2 separate regions of the Sus scrofa genome follow, and region 1 is linked to region 2. A link is a contact called in public Hi-C data. All regions are on one chromosome and are shown on one strand. The core of a region is the stretch at or near the end of the contact, and the rest is flanking DNA. Distances in the headings are between cores, read along the strand shown. Region 1 overlaps EXT1 (exostosin-1). Region 2 overlaps EXT1 (exostosin-1).

Region 1 (5,965 bases), core at 2,470-4,969, 70 kb after region 2:
TCTCTTAAATGTGTGAAATATTCATGTAGCAAGGAAGCATTTATCTAGGCAATTTTTAAAAATGGTTTGGCTTAAATCTTTAATGCAAACATGATGTTCTGCCCTGAACCACGCAGATTTAAACCACGAACACCCAACGCATCACTGTAACTGCTTTGCAGACAGAGCCCTCTTACTCCATCTTTATTCCAAGGCAGAGGTAGAAAACTCTTCACTGCTCTTAAAGTTCTAATACCAAAGGAGAAACTATCTTCTCTCAATACATCAGCTAAGTACATGTAACTACATTATTGAAGGATACCTTCTTCATGGCAACCAATTCCTCCAGAGCCCCCAAAGTAAGGCTTCCCATTTCTAAAGAACCAAGGAATCTGCTGTGCTTGGTTTTTTGTTTTTGTTTTTGTTTTTGTTTTTCCTCCTGCTTGCAGAGGATCATACTAGCCTAAGATATTCTCTTTCCTGGAAGATCAGCTCCTTGTCATGAGAAAATTCTGCCAAAATGTGTGACCACCAGTGAGAAGACAGATTGAATATGTAAAGAGTTCTTAGAAAATAAGAAATAAAGAGAAGCATGATAATAGAACATTTGGCAAAGGACATCAGGAGGCCCTTCAGAAAAGGGGAGTTAAAAAAAAAAGCCTATGGTCAATAAATACAGGAAAAGATTTACAACTTCACTAGGAATCACAGACATAAAAAATTAAGGCTAAGCTTTGGAATGGATAAGCAATGAGATCCTGCTGTATAGCCCTGGGAACTATATCTAGTCACTTGTGATGGAGCATGATAATGTGAGAAAAAAAGTATGAATATATGTATGTGTGACTGGGTCACCTTGCTGTACAGTAGAAAATTGACAGAACACTGTAAACCAGCTATGATGGAAAAAATAAAAATCATTAAAAAAAAATTAAGGCAAGGGATTATTTTGGTCCAACAAATTGGCAAGAATTTTTTTTCCGATACCAGCAAGGGTGGGGGCAAAGAGACACTTATAAAACCACTGATGAGAAAGAGAATTGGAAACAGGAAGTCTTCTGTGGAGAAACAGCCAAGGAGGTATGTAAAGAAATGGCTATGCTGGAGTTCCCGTTGCAGCTCAGCAGATTAAGAACCTGGCTAGTATCCACGAGGATGCAGGTTTGATCCCTGGTCTTGCTCAGTGGGTTAATTGTAGCACAGGTCACCGATGTGGCTCAGATCTGGTGTTGCTGTAGCTGTGATGTAGGCCAGCAGCTATAGCTCCGACTCAACCCCTGTCCTAGGAACTCCCAAATGCAGCAGGTACCACTGCAAAAGATGGGAAAAAAGAAAAAAGAAAAAAAAGAAAAGAAAAAGAAAGCAATGGCTATGTTTACTGTAAGCACAGTACCAGTTACAGTAACACATACTACAAACAAGCAAATGGCCAATGGTAAGTCCTTTGATAAATTACAGCCCATCTACGCCAAGAAGTACTACATGGCCACATACCAAAAAAAGTTTACAGAAGTTTTATTCAATGGAATGGAAAACTGCCTATGGTAGACTGTTGGGTAAAAAAAGTTAGGAAGCAGTGAGGCCAGTTAGTAACCCACTGAGTGAGGCCTTGTGAAAGAAACTACGTGTGTGCACGAGCCCACCTACAGACTAAGTATCCGGCAGAGATCACAATCAACAGGCATATCTGAGAGGGAAAATGACAAGTGACGTTTATTTTTATTGTTGATATTTAGTACATGTGTAATACTGAATTTTGTTTCTAAATGTTTGAAATAACCTGCTGGGGCCAGGAAGCGGGTGACTAGGGTACGCTATCCTCATCTCCTTGGACACTCGGCTGGTTCTTTGGGCCTCGTCTTCCGAGTGTCCTTCCTGCTCTGGATGCAGGGCCTATGCTGAGGGCGCCCCCAGCAAACCTCACCAAGCTCTATGGCCTCATCCCCACTGTCTATTGCCTAGGTGACCATCCCACCCTCTCCTGGCTGCTTGGGTCCAAGTGCACTTCTTAGAAACTCCCTTCATTTCTATATAAGGGATATAAGGGAGAAGTAATGCATAAAGGGAGTTGGGGGTGTGGCTTTTATCAGTTGATCTTCCTCCAATTCTACCTTTTCTTCCAGGGAAGGAAATGATGCAGGGAGCACAATGCCCCCGAAGCCGCATGTGATCCTGGCACTGGGTTACTTTCAACTGTCCTCTTTCTACTCTTTGGAACTTTTTTTTTTTTTTTTTTTTTTTTTTTTGGTCTTTTTAGGGCTACACCCATGGCATATGAAGCTTTCCAGGCTAGGGATAAAATCAGAGCTGTAGCCCCTGGCCTATGCCACAGCCACAGCCACGCCAGGTTCACGCCTTGTTTGCAACCTATAGCACAGCTCATGGCAACGCCAAATCCTTAACCCACTGAGTGAGGCCAGAAATTGAACCTGTGTCCTCATGGATGCTAGTCAGATTCATTTCTGCTGAGCCATGATGGGAACTCCCTCTTTGAAACTATTGATTTGGTATTTCTTTCCCACTTGATGACAGTGAAGTAGTGAGCATTCATTAGATGACAGCCTTGCTCTGCTATACCTACGATGCCCTTCAGCTTCTGCTTAGAAATGGCACACACAATCAGTGGTACAGCAGAACCACTCCACGACTTTTAAGTTGGAAAAAATTCACATCCTGGTTGGAATACCTCCCAGGAAAGAACACACATATTAGAAGGACAGGCAATTTTTATTGCTGATACTATTTCTACGTTTAAACCTACTCCCCCAATTCAAAGCACAACAATTACTACTGATTTCTTTTTAATAACTATCGCCATTCTCTGCAGGCCAAAGGGCAGAGAGCTCTAAAAGACAGTATCCTGTCCATTGTCCCCAAGTTCTTGATGAGGAAACTGAGGCTTGGAGAGGTCAACAAACTAAGGTCACGCAGCTAGCAGGTTGGCTGGGTGAGAAATGGATGGCAGAGGTCCCATCCCTGTGTATCACTCACCTTCCCTTAATCAAATCCTCAGCCCTCCCTCTGCGAGCTCCACGTAGGCCCTTAGAGACCCTGGACGTTCCGCACCCCCACCCCCAACTGGACTCCAAGGCTCCCCTCAGAGATCATTTGGACATTGGGGGCCAAGTTTAATGGATCTGGAGGACCCTGAGGCTCTTTCAGATGCTGGACTTTAGATTCTAGCACCACAGAATACCTGCCATGTGCTGGCTGATGTAGACGTTTCTCACATCCGTTTGAGGAAATTGTAACCAAATGCTAAAAAGTGTGACTGCGGTTTAGAGGGAGTCTGTCTTAACCTGGACTTGTCTGTGTGGCACACGTGATGCTCCTGTTTCCCCTTTGGCATTAAAACCTCAGTAGTGATGTTTTACCGGACATCAAGGCTCTGAGCAAGAACCAGTAAAAGGGAACGTAAAACTCCAGGACACGGGAAAGCTGTACCTAAATGCTGTGCGGTGCTGAATCCTGGCACCCTGAGTACCCCCGGGGCCTGTGCCTGAAGCCGGTCCCATGGGAGGAAGGTACAGACAGGCCAGGGCCTGCAAAGACACAACCAGGGACTTGAACAACCCACAGAAGCCGGCACGTAACTCGGGATCATACGGGAAGCAGACGAGAAATTTTGTCAACAAAGAGCTGAGCCTTGGCAGGAGGACGAGGCGTGGGCCTGCAGCTTGTCTCAGCAAACAGGCATCGATCCAGGGCAGGGTGGGAGGCCTTGGGCATCTTAATTACTTACGTCTCTCGTTCCCGTGTGGACTTCGCCATTGGCCCTCATGCCACTTGGCACAGTCCCGAGGGAGTTTCCACCACCCTCTTTGGGGAAAGTAAAACTTACACTGGGGAATGAAAGGGAATTGCCTTCTGGCCCCTCCTGGATAATGCTTCCTCCTTCCTCCTTCCACACTGCTTCATGAGCTCTTCATAGAGGACACCATGGATGGCTCTGAAGCCAGTTTTAGGACATTTATGGGACGTCTTTTTGAAAAGTACATGGGCTACCTGAGCCAAGAACTGTTATAAAGGAAGCTCCTAAGCTTTAATCAGAGATCTGTTCTGTCTTGTTTAAAGGGACCATAATAAGTGATTAATTCTACTGAGGATTTGCAGGAGAGGAAAAGGCAGGCACAATTATACACAGAAATGCTTAATGCACATAAACTAGCAAATAAGCCACTCTTAGGGGGAAATATACTTGCTTGCCAGTGATAGAGGGGTAAAAGGCTCTGTATTCAGTGGCCTTGAGATCTACCAGTTAGTTCAGGGCTTAAACACATAAATTATGGTGGGCATTTATCCAGAGTCACACTTTCTCTGGATTTCTTTTGAGATAATGTTTATATGAAAAATACACAACCGCATCTTATAATTTTCGGCAATCAGCTGCTATGAGTTCAACTCAATTGCCTCTACTTAGAAGGGAATGTTTTTCTCTCAAGTGTGGTCACAGTCGATTGTCTTCGGAGAGCATACATCATCACTGAGGTCTGAAACTTTCTGGGGGTGATAACTTGTTCACCACAAACCTCCTCGTGTTTGCAGGATCCTCCACGAAGCAAACGGTAGAAGTTTCCTAGGTAGTTTGTGCCTTGATCATTAACTTAAACGGCATTTTGCTTGGCCCATGAGAAGCGTTGCCCAAAGAACAATTGTGATAGAGACGGAGTAAGCCTGCTCATACTTAAGGAGCTCAAAAATCTACTGGGGGAGAGAAGATGAACCAGAAAGAGCAAGAATACAATCCTTCCTATTAGAAGCAAAGAGAGAGTAAGTAATTATACCTGAGTGATTAGCCTAAGTTGTGCTAGGAAGGCAGAAACTTAGTTCCACTTCGGAGGTCAACCAAAGCCCCCATTCCACCCCCCCAGGCCTCTCATTTGAAGAGGACTTTTCCCAGCCACCCATCAGTAGAATGAACAATTGGAGGTGATTTTTCTTTTCTTTCTTTCTTTTTTTTTTTTGTCTTTTCTAGGGCCGCACCGGCGTCATATGGAGGTTCCCAGGCTAGGAGTTGAATTGGAGCTGTAGCCACCGGCCTACGCCACAGCCACAGCAATGCGGGATCCGAGCCGTGTCTGCGACCTACACCACAGCTCACGACAACACTGGATCCTTAACCCACTGAGCAAGGCCAGAGATCAAACCTGCAACCTCATGGTTCCTAGTCAGATTCGTTAACCACTGAGCCAGGATGGGAACTCCTGGAGGTGATTTTTCTGTCCCCCGTGATAGTTGAGGGAATACCTATATCCTCCATCTCCCTCACCCAGCAATCAATCAACCAGCTCTCTGAGAGCTCGGGGAGGCCCACCTGCTTCCAAAAATAATTTAAGGGAGCTTACAAAACACTCAGATGCCCAGGGCAATTTAAAAAATGAAAAGATATATCTAAATATATATCTGGTAAGAGGGGCGAGAGAATAATGCTCTAGACCAGTAACAAACCAGTTGGCCTTCCTGAGAAGCACCAAATTTGGTTGAAAGTGTTGTGGCAGCCTCAGTGGGGTTGGGAGGAAAATCATTCTAACCTTCCTCGCCTAAAACAAAGAAGCAATAGCACTTCATGAGAAGGTGACTTGGGTTACTCTTAAATGACAGGGAACAAAGTCACCAAATGTCCCCACTGCTCAAGAAGCAGTTTGGAATAGCTACGTCTGTGGATTGTGGGCTGCAGTGAGAAGCTGAGGGAACTTCTAGATGCTTTCCCTGTGGAAGCTTGTGATCGTATCTTTTTGCATACACTCGCAGGGTTCCAAGGACCTGGGCTGAATACTTGCTAAGAGTGTTCTCTAACACTTAAATTCACTTAAGAAACCCTCCGTATTTATTCTTCACTGGAGGCATAAAAGGAGTCACTTGAAGCCAGACATCTTGAAGTAACCCTCTGATGAATATGGCTTCTTCCACCTGCCATTCCAGCCAACAATGGCTTATAACCATAAATCAGAATTGTTCCGCGTGAAAGAAGCTTTAGTAAAACCCA
Region 2 (6,517 bases), core at 2,967-5,466:
GCTGAGTGCAGACTCGGTAGAATAACAGTGAGGAAGAATATGTTAGCAGATACCTAATGTTTTTCAAAAAGAAAATTAAACCTACGTTTGAGAGTGATTGATCTTAAAACTTAAACTGAACTAAGATGGTTTCATGTCCTTCCTGCTACTGCTGATGTTGAAATTTGGAGGGGGTGGTGTGGTGGGAGATCCTTTTGGATGGAAATGCTAGATGAATCCTTGGAAAGCTGCACACGTTTAAGCTATCCCTCCGCCCCAAATTCACATTCAGACATCTGCATCCTCGACATAATAGCAGTAGAAAAGGAGCAGAATGAAGGCGGTGCTACCCACTTAGCCCTCAGCTCAGAGACCTGCTGGGCACCCTTTGCTAAATCTACTTGCAAGCTCATTCATAATTTACACAAGGTATCCAGGCATGGAAGCTAAGACATAAATCATTTATTGACAAAGGGACCATTTGTCATTTTAAAATAATTATGTTTCTTTAAGCAAACCGACAAATTCCATCTTCCCCAATTTACTTATTGAGCCTTACAGGCAATGTTAAGTCCTGAGTTGTGTGTGTGTGAGTGTGTGTGTTCTTCCTAGAGGAAGAACCAAAAATGGGTGTGATGCCCACATCTCCTTCAGGTGTCTTGCAGCCAAGGTGTTCTCCAAATGCTGCAAATCTGGTCATCGTTACATACACGAGGAAAAAGACATAGTCAAAGCTGGTGTTAAATCACAGATTTTAACCTGCGGACACGAGTGTGAAACCCTTCACTTCAAATTTGCAAAGCCCACACGACAGAGTGTGTGCAACCCTGATGAAAATTTAGACACTAGAGATGCAAAAGGTGTGCTCCACATGCAAACCATGCTTTAGTGTTAATTCTCTTGCTGGCAGAATAATAATGTGTAATAGAATCTCCAGGCTCAGCTGCTTTTAAAGAGGTTGGCTGGGGAGCATTAGCAGTGTGGGGCATTAGCACGCACTAAGGGTGCAGCCACCTGATGCAACCAGTAGATGGAGCACATCCACATGGCAAGTGTCCCCACTGAACTTGCCTGATCAGAAAGGAGAATAGGTCCTGCTTCCTCCTCCTCAGCTCCCAACCAGATGGGCAAAAGGATACCAAAGAGAGCAAAGGAGAACATGGCTCAGCTCTAAAAGGCATCTGATTATCTCCCTGACTTCTCTTCCGCTTCCATTACAAGATAAATAAAAGGGGTGGAGACGAGTGGAATGGGGGGTGTAGGGGGGAATCAGGGTGGGCCAGCTCAGAAGAAACCCACCTTGAATAAACTCAATAAAGCACATCAGCCAGCCAGTCACTTACTCTGGAGAGATACTTACTGAGTGCCTACTATGGGCTGGCACTTCGCCAGGCTGGACACTGGCTCTACAACAGGGGTTCAAACAGAAATGAGATGTGCTCCTAGGAGTTCTTCACCTGTCACGGGATATAGACCCTGAAGAAATGCAAAGGGTCATTTGCAGCTACACACCCTCATAGGACCTAAAGAGCAGGGGGCCTTAGCATGACTATGGAGGTCAAGACTGAGTCACGCATGCTGGTCAGGGAAGCCCTCTTTGAAGAAGCAACTTTGACGGGGCCTGAGAGCTGAAGAGAAGGCAGCTTCCTAAAGAGGGGGTGGGGAGTTGGGTCTGTCTGTGCAGAGCTCCAATAATCTGGAGCATTCCTGACATGCTCAAGGAACAAGGGAAACCAAGCCAGTCTGGGTGGTGGTGGAGGGGGAAGTGGTAGCAGAAGAAGGATGGTAAACAATACAAGCAAAGTCACTGTTCTGATAGGGCAGTGGGGTCCCTGGACGTGGTACATGCTCAAACCCTCCAGGGCAAGAACACACACAAAATTACATAATGCTTAATTTTCCAGGTGCTATTTGAAATCCCTTATGTGTATAATCTCCATTTACTTCTCAAAATAACCCTAAAAAGTAAGCACTGTTATTGTTTATTAACACCCTTCGAGATGAGGAAACGGAAGCACGAAGAGGTTCAGTGACTTGCCCACAGTCACATAGCTACTTACGTGCCATAGCCTAGATGGAACCCCTAGTCCTCTGAATCAGAGGGGCATCCTCTCAGCTTCTATAAGAATTCTCAGAAGCATCATTTTATTATGATGATTCTGTATGACTATGTATATTTTGATATGAGCATGATAAGTTTGGTTTTTTGGGGTTTTTTTTTTTTTTTTTTTTTGGTTTGGGTGGCAGAGACATAGGGCCCAAATAAGAAATCTACAATTTGGCAATGAATATAAGGCCAGACAGACTTATCCTATCCTGGTAATCAAGCACAATTGTGTACCCCAAGTCCTGCCAGATGCCAGCTTCCTCTCGAGTCTGGGTTCTGTACCCAGGCTCCCCAAAGGGCTGTAAATCAGTGGCGTTGGACAGCTCCACAAAGTTTCAAACAGATGTTCATCCTGTGCTTACTCGCCCAGGCTCCAGATGGCTCCGGGTCCCGGCTCCTTCCTCCCGCAGGCCCTCAAATCATACTTCAGACATGTCAAGAATGCAGGCTGAGGAAGGAGGATGAAAGACGTGGACCTGCTGGGGTTCTTTAAGAAGGTCTGTAGCATCCGGCAGTATTTCATATACCCATGGAAGGAGCGCAAAGCCAAATCAGCATAAATCACTGCCAGCCTTTACTACCTGGATACAATTTTCCAGAAGATGAAGTTGTCATACGTGTGGCGGAAAAAGTTTCTGCTGCCAGTCAGCCAGGGCCTGCACCAATTTATTCCAACCTCTTCCACTGGCAACCAGTTGCAGAGGATTTTGCTACACTGACACAATAGCAAGACAATTCCATACCTACCCATCCCCTCAAAAGGGAGGAGTAATGCTGAAAATATGCCACCATTCCACCAAAATGTTGAAAAAGGAAAAAAAAAAAAAAAATCCGTAAGGACATGTTTCAAACCTAAAGCAAGACCATAAAACCTGTTTTAAACAATTCCATTCTTTCCCAGTCCAAGGAACAGGTTTACATATTTTTCTTCTCCCCAAATTACAAGCATCCTTGACATGATCAAGTAATTGGTGCACACGAACGCAGAGGACAGCGCTGTGGGTTTTCTTTGGGGCCGTCTGCAGAGGTTTCCTACTTCCCTCTCTCTTCTCCAAGGATACAAGGACCTTTCAAAAGACAAGAAGCTGGGGGTTCTTTTATAATTTTCATGCCTCTAGCATTCACTATTTGTCTGCATAAAAGATGAACTGCCATGACGAAAGCCCAAACGGACATCTGAGAGCCAGAATGAACGGCCTGAGAGGTGCTGGCACTTCTCTGTCCCACGCAAGCCTTTGCTGAGTCCCGCTGGAATCCCTTGTCCATTTCACTTCCTATTTCTCTGCCTTTTCCTGGAGCCCAGGAGGCTCAAATCAAACCTCGCTTTATCCACAAGCAGTGATAAAGAGGAGCCTATCAGATCATTTTCCCTTCAGTGGTATCTAGGCTTTGTGATTACGGAGCAAGAAAAATATCTAATGGCCTTACTCAGAAATGACTTCCTTTTGTCTTGTTCGTTAGGAAAACTTCCTCTATTTCTTTCATCCCTTTTGGACCCTAGGAGGACGGAGTATGAAATACCCATTGTTCCCTATCTACCACAGTCTACAGACAGAGATAATTATAGGTAAGGTTATTTATTTCTGACTGTCAAAATGCACAGCAAGGCTTGCAGGGAGCAGGTATTCGAAATGCAGCCTATCTAGGGCTGATGGCATTAATCGTATAAATCGTGTAAATAACCAGGTGCCTGTACACACCGAATGTCTAGAAATGCATTTGGGCTGACAAATGTTTACACTGAGTTATATTGCTTTAATTTACCCTCAGTGGGAGGGGGCGTGGGCAGAAGGGGTGGGCCATGTCACATTAATAAAGGAAGGGGGTGTTGCAGCTTTTCATTCCGTACAAGTTTCCCTTCCTTATATAAATCCCAAATGTCCCCAAAGTTAAGTCGTTTAAAACTGACAACTAAAAACATGGTATTCAATTATAAATAAAATATACTTTTCATTTAAGTAGTGACCCTATGGCACAGACGGCTGATGAAAAAACGGGGGACCAGGGAGGTTCGGTCATTGTTCAAGGTCATACAACGGGTGAGGATCACACTGGCCAGGATCCGTCCAGCTCCAGAGCTCAAAATTAACTGCTACCGAGGGCCACGGCTTTGCCTAACTAGCCAACTATGTACCAAATATTTACCCAATGGAGGGAACGCTATCAATCCTACTGCCCCTTAGAAATAACCAGAGGTGGCTGGTGCTCAGGGAAGCCAACTTTCAGGTATAAGGGGTAATCATTTATTCAAAACCCGGCTTTCAATCAACATTACATAAACCCATATTCTTATCCGTTGTTGGGGGGGGGGTTATTTCTCAATAGTACATGATTAGCCATTCTTGGAAATGATTCTGCGGGCTGGCAGAAGTTTTTTGTGGGTCGGTAGATCTTTCTGAGACTATTTCTAGGCTGTATGAATCTGTGTCTAGGAATTTGTTTCCGTGGCCTTCCAAGACATGAAGTGCATTTTTGCTTTGTTCACAGATAACTTTTTTCTTACTACTTGGCAATGAAACCGCTTCTGAAAATACAAATGACCCTGAAAATGTCCCAAGGGCATTCAGTTTACTTTCCTTACCTCGAATCCACTCCTCTTTTAAAAAGAAACCTTGGGGAAATTTATAGGCCAGAAAGATGGGTGGAAAAAATGATGTTATTTAAATGCAAAATCATTCCATTGCTCTGTGTGTGTGTGTGTGTGTGCGCGCGCGCATGTGCGCACACGCGTGCGCACGTGCACACGATGGGAGAGAAGGAGGAAAGTTGAAACGGGAAGTGGGGGGTGTTGAGGAAAATGTCCATCTCCATGGGAGATTCAATTTGGTGGCTCCATGGAGACAAACCAATTAGTATGGATTGTCAAGGTGTTTTGTATGAGTTGGCTACCTGCCCATTAAGAATTGGAATGGGATTAACTAGCTCATTCCAAACACTCCACCAGACAGCAAAGGGTCATATGATAATGACTTTCAGTCACCAACACCATGGCTGGCTGGATGGAAGGCTTGGAGTTTTACCTTTAACACTCTTCAGAGACCCTCCCTCAAACCTACCCACTTCCTGTAAACATATCTTTTTCTTTTCTTTTTTTTCCCTTCCCCGCCTGGCTTCAATTTTTTAAAAAGCTCTTTGCTAATTGGGCGGCTGTATGTTCATTTGAACATAAACACACTATTAACCAATCAACCCCGTAATAACCAATTTGTCAGCTCTACCATATCTATTTGCTGGCCTCCTCTACCGACAATCTTCAAAGCCCCGTGGTGAAACACACAACCACCCACTTGCAAGTTTAATTCTACCTGAGGTTCTAGAACCAGTCCATCTCTGAGAGAGAAGCCCAGAGAAGCTTGGGCTCAATAGCCAAGGATTCAGCATATAACCAATGCCATTAGCCCTTTTAAGTATTTGTCTCTACTTCCTATAATGGGACTTTTCTGTCTTTCAGAAACCAAGTCCATACTTAATCTTCCAGGCTCAGGAACTTGGCTCCAAGGACCACCACTAGCCAGCAGCACCTCTGCCCACGCCCTTCTCTAGGCAAATAAGTTGCTCTCCCTAGACCAGGTCTAGGGAGAACCACCTCATAGAAGATGGCCCACGGTGGATTTCAGCCCAAGCATATGAGGCATCCCTGTGGGTTCAAACGCTAGAGGACTGCTGCATCCTTCCCTGCATCCCTTTCCCCTCTGCGGAGCTACCCAGCCCCTTTGGCATGGGTGGGACTGGTCCCCACTCCTAGCCTTAGAGGCAGCATGTGATAGAAGCATAAGCCATCAGCACATCAGCACATCCCTGGGCCACAATTTTTTAGGTATGGTGCTAGGAATCATTTAAGCCAATGTAGCTGCTTCCTCTGGTCAACTTTTAGTCGATGATGAGAGTCAATCGATAGAGGTAGGAAGAAAGTATGTATATCCTTCCACACATCCTCATTACCAAGTGGTCTCTTACAATGAAAACATGTTTCAGAGCAAATCCTAGAGTCCTGCCAACATACACCCTAGCCCAAGAAGCAGGGCCTGACACCAGTGTCAGACTGCATTAACGCTGATGGGAGATAGGCCAGCACCCTCCCAACAGCTTTGCTCCTAGACTTCTTCCACTTCACCTGCCCTGGGGCCGGCAGGTCCTCCAAGGTGCCAAGGGCCTGCCAAAAATCTCACTTTTTGCACAACTCTGTGTTCCCTGATGTGTGAGTTCTACCTGGCAGGCTGGACCTCCTGCCAGCATCCGCAGGCCGCCACCCCAGTGCGTAAATCTTTTCTCCAGGCCCTGTGCCTTCCGTCTGCTCTGTGAACCCAGCAACCTGTCCATGCCTGGCTCCACATCCAGAACAATGGGCAAGAACTTAAGAAAAGGGATGCAAGCTGCCAATCCACAGCCTTCCAACAGAAATTCTAGGAGGTGAAGAGCCTGGGTCTTGCC

The links. Hi-C and Micro-C count contacts between places; a contact is called where the count stands out from the background.
Region 1: a contact with region 2 is called in a Hi-C map of liver, with 2.2 times the contacts expected there. A contact is called at or near these places in 1 of 5 promoter capture datasets (liver), 16 of 47 Hi-C or Micro-C datasets (alveolar macrophages, embryonic fibroblasts, epiblast stem cells and 8 more) and 2 of 2 datasets of targeted methods (alveolar macrophages and skeletal muscle).

The regions. Positions count from the first base shown.
Region 1 is chr4:20,803,440-20,809,404 of Sscrofa11.1, reverse strand. The region is part of intron 1 of EXT1 (exostosin-1); the gene reads right to left. Among named protein-coding and RNA genes, the nearest start is that of EXT1, 160 kb to the right of the region's middle.
Region 2 is chr4:20,873,375-20,879,891 of Sscrofa11.1, reverse strand. The region is part of intron 1 of EXT1 (exostosin-1); the gene reads right to left. Among named protein-coding and RNA genes, the nearest start is that of EXT1, 230 kb to the right of the region's middle.